2 separate regions of the Hordeum vulgare genome follow, and region 1 is linked to region 2. The links are chromatin contacts, called in public Hi-C maps. All regions are on one chromosome and are shown on one strand. The core of a region is the stretch at or near the end of the contact, and the rest is flanking DNA. Distances in the headings are between cores, read along the strand shown.

Evidence for each region. Hi-C and Micro-C count contacts between places; a contact is called where the count stands out from the background.
Region 1: a Hi-C map of seedling shows a contact between it and region 2, with 5 times the contacts expected there. The contact joins two enhancer-like sites. A contact is called at or near these places in 4 of 6 Hi-C or Micro-C datasets (leaf and seedling).

What each region holds. Positions count from the first base shown.
Region 1 is chr5H:524,044,901-524,049,298 of MorexV3_pseudomolecules_assembly, reverse strand. No RefSeq gene overlaps it. Among protein-coding and RNA genes, the nearest start is that of LOC123452162, 52 kb to the right of the region's middle. Within about 2 kb of position 2,113, at least 2 of the 3 cell types and tissues checked have open chromatin away from gene starts, as enhancers often do. A contact at or near this core is called in seedling, where this site is marked.
Region 2 is chr5H:523,897,981-523,902,538 of MorexV3_pseudomolecules_assembly, reverse strand. No RefSeq gene overlaps it. Among protein-coding and RNA genes, the nearest start is that of LOC123452160, 22 kb to the right of the region's middle. Within about 2 kb of position 1,613, at least 2 of the 3 cell types and tissues checked have open chromatin away from gene starts, as enhancers often do. A contact at or near this core is called in seedling, where this site is marked.

The sequences.
Region 1 (4,398 bases), core at 864-3,363, 150 kb before region 2:
ATCATTTAAATATAGCTCCATCTGCCTAGTAGACGTCTCTCCCTCAACAATGCTCACAACAATATTGTTGGATCTCTCCTTCATCGGGTTAGCAGAGCACGAATCATGTATGTAGTAAAACCCCTGTCCCCTTGATTGGAACGCACACATAGATGCAGCACAACTCCAAGGCAGGAATTCACAACAAACAGAAGCTAGATGCCCTAATCGACCACATCTTTCACAAAAGGCTTGAACACAGAACGTAGGAGCATGTTCTCGAGACTTGCATATAGGGCATGGATCATGAGCACTGGAAGGATTCACCTGATTTGCCTTGGACCCTTGGTTCCGACGCAAAGGTGTGGAGATCTGGCGCTCCGTTCCCTCACCCGCGGATCCAGAGGATCCTTGGCTCTTGGGAACCCAGATCCCACTCTCAGTCGTCTGCTTCCCCATCGCAGCTTCCTCCCAGCGCGAGGTGTCATCAGATCCGGAGGCAACATTAGAAGTAGAGGAGTTGTTGTTGCCGCCGTCATCCCGCTTCCAGGAAAACTTCCGGTCACCACCACGGCCGCCGCCCCGTCCAGGAGCAGGACCAGGCCCGCGTGCCCCGCGACCAGGCTCCCCCCGTCGGCCGCCGCGGAAGCCTCGGTCTCCATCTCCCATCGGCGAAGAAGACGCGGTCACCGCCGCAAAGGAACGTGGATCTTCCCCAACTTTCCCTCTCCACCAGCCAAAGGAGTCTCTCTCTCTCGATCTAGGGTTTCTCGTCGGCGCCGACCAAAAGTGGGAGAATGCCTCCTCTAGGTCAAGCCGCGGTGCGGCTCAGGGACTTATACCCCCTTCCGAAATGAGATGAGCGGTCCGATCTCTTCCCACGTGTCGGCCATCCGCCATTGATGCGCTGTGGGGGAGCCGAACCCACACCGGACCCACTTGTCGGGCCACCATCACCACCCATCGTTCCCCTCGTCAAGCCCGACGCTGCATCCCCGGCCGCCCTCGTCGGAGCTCCAATCTCCGGCAGCCGGTCCCGAATCCGCGCGAAAAACAGGGAAAAGCCACCATATCACCGATATCTAGGGTTTCCCCTTCCCGAAGGCATCTCGCATCAATAATTTCTCCTCTCGCATCCCGTAGGACTAACCTGAGCGCCTCCCGTCGGAGTAGCAGCTCGCCGTCGGCGAACCGGAGTTGCCGCGAGCCGATGTCGGCGGCGAAGGAGACGCGCCATCTCGTGTCCCCTCCCTCACTCGGTCTGCTCGAGCTCGCCATCCCCCCAAGCGAGGCGAGGCGAGGCGAGAGCCGGTTCCGCGGCACGCGACGAGAACGAGAGCGAGAGCGAGAGCGAAGCAAAGCACTCCTGATGGAGTGATAATGTGGAAGCAACCTTGCTTCATTGCTAGTTACTTGGTGGAAATAAAAGGGTCGGATATATCAGCCTCAGGTCACTATGGGGCTGTTGCTCGAACTACGGGCTGGATTGCAGCACCAGATAATCACTCAAAAGTGAATGTGGCTGCAGTTTGCCGGGGAGGGCATTTTGGGTCAGTTGGGGTGGTAAGCAGGGATCGGGATGGACTTTTCCTTGGAGCTTCTGCCATGGTGTTCAATATTGCTGACCCAGCGACCTGGGAGACTTTGGCAATTCGAGAAGGTGTTGCTGCTGAATTTGAGCTGCATCCAGCTCGCATCTGATTGCAAAGGGGTTGTTGCTGAAATTGCAAAGGGAAGTGGAGCTAATTATGGGGGCGATCATCAATGAGATCAAGGAACAATTATCCGTTTTTCTTGTTGTTTAGTTCATGAGTGTAGGATCTCAAATATTGAGACTCACAACTTCGCGAGCATGCATTAAATTTGGGTCTTGACCGTCATGTTTGATTAGGCCAGCCCGATGATATTTCTTTTGTCTCTGTAAACATTGTGACGATTTAACAAACGTTCATGAGGTTGTCTCAGAAAAATATAAAGAGTGTCAGATGGGAGCTCTCGAGTCTTTAAAACTGGATTTAGCCACATAGCACGTGCGCCTCTAGAAAGCTGGAATTTACAACATTAACTTGACACAAAATACTCCCGACCATGGAATTTACGAGGTTATGGCCCAAGCTTACATTCAATCCACGGAGAAGAACGATCTACACCAGGGAGCCCCTAGTCGGCGCCTTCAGCGCCAATTAGGCAGCTTGGCGCTTGCATGTTTATTATTTGGGCCGGTTTCAAGTCTGATCCATTTCTGACTGTTTCGAGTCTGGCGCCTGCACATTTATTATTTCGTTCTACTGTTTATTTTTAAAAGTTCACCAATTATAAAAAATTCATCGGATGGGAAAATGATCATTACATTTGAAAAAAAAATCATTAAATTTGATAAAAGCACACTGATTTAAAAACACATTCAATTTTAAAAAAGTTCAACGAATTTTAAGAAGTTCATCGAATTTTGAATAAAGTTTATCAAAATTTGAAAAAAACTTCATCAAATTCGAAAACAGTTTATTGAATTTTGCAAAAAGTTTATTACATTTGAAAAAAGTTCATCTAATTTTGGAAAAAGTTCATAAAATATTAGAATTGTTAATCAAATTCAGAAAGAGTTCACCACATGTCAAAAAAGTTCATCTAAATTTTTTAATAAATAAAATCATCAATTTTTTATTAAGATATGATTTTTTAAATCATGTGTTAAAATAAAAGATAAAATGAAAAAATAAAACCCGAATAAAATAGCCCCGCAAATGACCAGCAAATTGGGTAAAAATGGTTTGGAAAGCTTCTGGAAGCTTCCCACAATTAAAGGATTCCCGCTATGAGAGGAGCAAATAGAAATAAAAAACATGTATGTAACAAGTAGTCGTCAATGCCATAGTGGTGCGTGTCGCTTGCATCCAAGGAACTGGTTGCAGGTTTGAACACCCACTACGCTCCTTTTTTGAACGTTTTAACAAATAAAATAAACGATGGATGGACCGGTCGAGCTCATACCAATGGGGATGCGCTACAGGCGCCCGTTCACAAACGGGCGTATAAGCGCCAAATAGGAAATCTCCTACATCAAGTAGATAAGCGTTGCACACTTGTGCAACCTGGTTGCCGTATAACCCTTTGTTTGTCCCACGTTTGATTCAAACGTCACTATCTCTGCTTATGCTACACTGCCCCTTCCTGCATTAAGCGATGATGCCGCACGCCCGGAGAAGATTATGAGGTGGTGGCAATACCGGGATCAGCAAAGGGAGAACGTCCAGCTACCTTTTCAAGGTATGTCCCTATAGTGCGTCCATGTGCATTCCTCCTTGATTCATGGCTGAAACGTGTTGGGCCTGTAAAGAATGACGGCCTATAGGGTTCTCAAGTTAATTTCTGGACCATTCTATTTTTATTGCAAACAATGTACCAGTCTGTACTTGCTGGCCTGCCCCTGCAAATAATACTCTCTTTGCATCAAAATAAATGTCTCAAACTGAGCATAACTTTATATTAGAGTTAATACAAAGTTGAGACACTTATTTTGAAACGGAGGGAGTATGTATCGCTCTAAGTGATATCTTTCACTCGCGTCAGCAGGGTGTCGAATGTTATTTTGCATGCTGGTTTCTGGACTCGATTTGGTTTTTTTCACCAGATTTTTCATGCTTTTTCCTTTTGTTATCTTCATCGGTTTCCAGCTCGGGTTTCTCAATTCTGACTGGGTATTTTTAAAACTTTTCAAGATGGTTTCTAGGAACTTTCTATTTGTTTTTTCATCGGTTTCCCAGTTTTTCTTCGTTTGTGTTTTCCTTTTTGTTCTTTTCACACTTTTCTTTTGCCGCGTTTTTTGGTTTGTGACTGATTCTCCTCCCCCCCAACCCTATTTTGAAGTTCACTATTCAACAAAAAAAAGTTCAATGCATACAAAAAAAATCATCTTGCATAAAATATTCTGCTAAGTGTGTATTTTTGAAGAATAATCACCATACATTAAAAGATTGTGTAGTTTATTTGAAGTATTGTCCACCATATATTAAAAAATGTTCTACCTACATAATATTTTTCTTCATTGTGTGTATTTGCAAAAATGTTCAACATGTATTAAAAAATCTTCAGTATCTACTATAAGTTGTTGGGTGTGTATTTGAAGAATTGTTCACGTATATTTAAAGTTTGTTCAGTGTGTATTTGAAATAATATTCATTGTATATTAAAAAATGTTTAAGATGTATTAAAAAGGCGTTTGGTGTGTATATGAGAAAAAAATCACCATGTTAAAGGGTGTATTTTGCAAAATGTTCAATGTATTTGATAAAAATGTTTGTCGTACATAAAAGAACAAAATAGTAAAAGAAAACCAGAAGGGAAAACATACCTGAAAGATTAGAAGGAATTCAAACCACAAATTATGTGTATAATCTTGTCTCCCGCTCGCTGGAGATT
Region 2 (4,558 bases), core at 364-2,863:
CCTCCGGGGGCAGCGGAGGGAGGGGGGCTCGAGTGCAGTGACGGAGTTTGGTGGGGGCCAACCTCGGCCATCCCCCCCCCCCCCCAGCTAAAAAACAAATAAGCCTATATTTATTTATATTAGATTCATTTTTTACTCCAAATCGGTTAAAAATAATGAGGTTTGCCCCCTCAAGCCCATGACCTCTCCATATTTTTCGCTCAAGCTCCGCCACTGCTCGAGGTATCCGGAGGTCTCCCCGGTACGGGGCGGCACAGCCGCGCGGGTTAGGTCGTGGGTTGTGGGTTAGGTCATGGCTCCCATCTTTAACGAAGATGGGACCGACAACGCCTAGGCCAACTCGCTTAACTTCATAGAAGGCGATCAAGGTAGGTTTGCTTGGATACACTCTGACGTCTGATCCGACTAAGGCTGCATTTGGAGTTACGAGAGGTAATGATGATCTTGCTTAGACAGGTTTTGCATATTTTGTCTAGTCTATTTTTTGGAGTTTTATTGTGCACTATTAATTTGTGCACAACAAATCATGTAGTATAAGTAACTAGTAAGCAAGCTTAACGCAACCGTACAATCGGTAAGCACAAGCGCGCCGAGTTAATTTTCCAGAGGCGGTATAAGATACTCCCTCCGTCCCAAAATAACTGTCTCAACTTTATACTAGCTCTAGTACAAAGTTGTACTAAGTTTGAGACAGTTATTTTGGAACGGAGGGAGTATATTTTTTGACCGATCACACCAATGACGTGATTTCCTTGATCTGAACGGCCACACCAATCATGCTCACCGTACTTTTTTCCCCTCTTTATTCACTGTGCTCGTAGACTATCTAGGCCCGCATGCAGCTGCTGTTTCTGTCGTTCTTAACCAGAACAGTAAGTAAACCAGTGACTTGCCACGAAAAAGCAACCCGGTGATTGGCGGGCATGATCTGATCTGCTACATAGATCTTCCGGGCTTGCAATGCGATCCGTGACGTGAACCGGTCGACTCCACTCCGTTCCCGTGCGGCCTGGCACACGCATGCACGTCGCCATCCGCAGGAACTCCGTCCGGCCGGCCCTAGGCTTTCGGCCGCAGCACGCCCGTCCTGCAGCCTAGCCATTGCAGACGTACGTGTTGGTGTCGCCCATCCAACCCCCACGCGTGCGATGTAACATCTGCCACTGCCAGCCAGTGGATCGATCGAGAGCTAGCTGCGCTGCTTTGCTTAGCGAGCTTGTCACAGCCCACAGATAGATAGATCTGTGGTATCTATCGATCAACTCGTTTCGGGAGCACGCATGACGTGCTCACCTTTTGTATTCGTGAAACAAATTTGTGCACCCGGTATGTATCACTTCCGGTGAAACAACTGCTCCCTCTGTTTCGTAATGCAGGACATTTTTTGACACTGCACCTTTATCTTTTATATCATGGAATGAAGGGAGTGGTTCGTCTCATAACGTATGACTTTTCTGGCACTACATTTATATTAAAAAATGTCTTATATTACGGGACGAAGGGGATACATAGCTATATTGTGCGGCCGCACTATCTGATGAGCGTGAGAGGGACAAGAACATGTGTCGTCTAAGCGATTCCGCGACCTGACGGATTTCCCACTACCGCACCACCGCGTAGAGTAGAGTAGATATCCACGTCCCCATCCATCCAATGTACCCAACCCAACCACGCGGACGCGCCACGCTACGCAAAACGCCCAACTTTTTTAACCAAAGACAAGACAAACTTTCCGGCACAACCTCGTTTCGCTTCACCACTAGCTACCCGGCCGGCCGGCCGCCCTCCTCCTCCAGCCAGCTCGTCGCCGTCGACACCCACTCGGCCGACGATCGATGATGGCCGCCGCGTCATGCATGCATTGGTGGGCAGTACGGCCACCTGAAGTACCGACGGGACCCTTGGATCTCGTCGCAAAAAGACTAAAAGAGAGGACGCGATCCGCACAAGGTGCCCGGAGAAGGAGATGGCCAGCCCGGCCGGGCGCGCGTGGTGATCGTCTCATCGATCCCCGGATCCTATCATGTCTTCCACTTGGGACGAAAGGAAAAAAGGAGGCCAAAGGAAGGATGCGAGATTGGATGGACGACCAAAGCTTTTCCATCCCGGTTGCTTTCTTCTCCTCCTCCTCTTGGGATCCATCGGCGTCCCTCTCCCTCTCATCTTTTGGGGTCTCTGGGGTCGTTGGTGCATGCAGGAATGTTTGACGCCGCCGTCGCTGTTGCGGGCTTGCGTGGCCCACCCAGCTGAGCTCCACCGGCGACGAGCCCGGAGGAGGAGGAGCTCGATACAAGTGATCTAATCTCGGTTTTTATTTAAAAGTAGTTATTCCAGAAGAAATCTGGTCTGAGATCTTGACTGAATGACCGGGCTGGATTGGATGACTGCGACTAGCGTAGCTAGGGAGGAGCTGTAGAACAAAGTGTGTCTGGTTCTCTTCCTAGTGCGCTCCGGCGAGGCTCGCTTCGCTTCCATTTCATTTGTCGGTTGCTCTTCGCTTCATGGCTAAGGTCCATTCTAGTAATCCTTTAAGAATCAAAACTAAAAGTGACTGTGCCGGCAGTGTGACTGTCGACCGGTTGTGAACACGGAGCCAACCACGAGCAGCAGATGATCATAGACACCGCAACAGTATCGATGAAACCGTGCTGAGGCGGTGATATATATTGGCAACCATCCAATCTCAGCTCCGTATCTTTCATCCATTTCACTCCAACACACCAGCATCGGTAGCTGGCTGTGCAGTATAAAAGCATCTCTAACAGACGAACCGTAGCACGGTGTGCTAAATTTTTTTGAATTCCGAAATACTCCATCCATTCCTAAATATAAGACATTTTAAAGATTACACTATGAACTACATATGGATGTACATAGACATATTTTTAAGTATAGATTCACTCACTTTGCTTTGTATGTAGCCTCCTAGTAAAATCTCTAAAATGTCTTATATTTTGGAACGGAGGGAGTAGCAAACATGTGTTAATTTTAACACAAGATGTAAAATTTAGGGCAGCGCAGATAGCGCTGCAGCTGTGGCACTAAATAAAACATAAACATATTTCTCACTTAAACACATAACCAAGAAAATCAAACATATACAAAATAAATCAATAATAAATAATTTAATTATTATTTTAATCCAAACAAATCGTTCATGAATAATACAAAAAATAGTTCATGATTAAATACAATAAATAGTTTATTTTTAATACAACAAATAATTTGTAACATCAACTCATACGTTGTCCATTCCATGACCACCACTCCTCGACTAGACCATTTTAAATCTCATCATGCGTTTCGGCACGTAGAATGACATGATAGGAGGCAACAAAATGGGCCACCCTCGCAACGTTCTTCGGACTCACACGGGTCTTGCCATCAGCTCGTACTGAGAATAGTCTAAATTTGGTCCATGCTTATTCTTGATGATCATGTTATGTATGATCACACAAGTGTTCTGATATTTTGATCCCAAAATCTAGCTGGCTCTCTCACAATAGCAAATTGGTCTTGCAAAATCTCAAAAGCTCTCTCCACATCTTTTCTAGCCGCCGCCTCAGCAATTTGAAAATCAAGTTTTTCTTACCTTGCGGTGCCTTTAACGGCTTCACAAATGTCTACCAGCTTGGGTAGATGCCAGCCACAGGATAGTATGTATGGTTGTTCGCTACAAACTCCATCGGTGGAGTTTCACCATTTGCAATCCTAATCATGAGTGGTGACCGTTGAATAACATTGATGTCATTGCAAGATCCAAGCATTCCGAAAAAAGCATGCCACATTCAAGTCTCGTGATCGGCCACCGTTTTAAGGATTAGAGTGAAATCCTTTTTCTGACTGTGAAATTTCCCATGCAATGCAGCAAGACAGTTCTTCTAACTCGCGTGCAATCTATTGAGCCAAGCCTAACTTGAAGCCCGCGAGCTTTGTTGAACTCCAAAAGCCTGACGGTGTCTACAGATTTAGGAGCTCTCAAATATTACGGACCAAAAACATGCATAATTTCAAGTATGAAGCGCTTGACACACATGATGACTTGACTCTCACCTATGACCAAGTGATCATCAACTAGATCCGCTGGAATATAGTATGCCAACATACGCAAGGCGGCGGTCGCCTTTCGGAAGGTGCTATGCCTAAGTTCTCCGATGGCATTCCTCCTTTGCTGAAAAAACCAATCATGCCTCGCTGGTTTCTCCGCAATGAGTTTGAACTACTTAATGCTCATTCTAAAATGCCGCCGGAAGTATGATGTGGGGTATGTGGGATTCTCCACAAAGTAGTTCCTCATTAATCTGTTATGGGCAACAATCCTTTCCCTCCACAGTTTCCGACGATCGAAAACCAAACCATCGTGCTTCGGCTTTTTATTGACATGGATAGCTAGGATCATTAAGCTATCCTCCTCCTCTTGAAGATCAAATTCTTCACAGAAATAATCATAAGACGAACCCATCTATAAATTTGATTCAAAACTAATTTAAAAACTACAAACAACATGCACCAAATTCATCTACAAATATAAAGTTAAGCAATGCATAGCTTGCTTTTG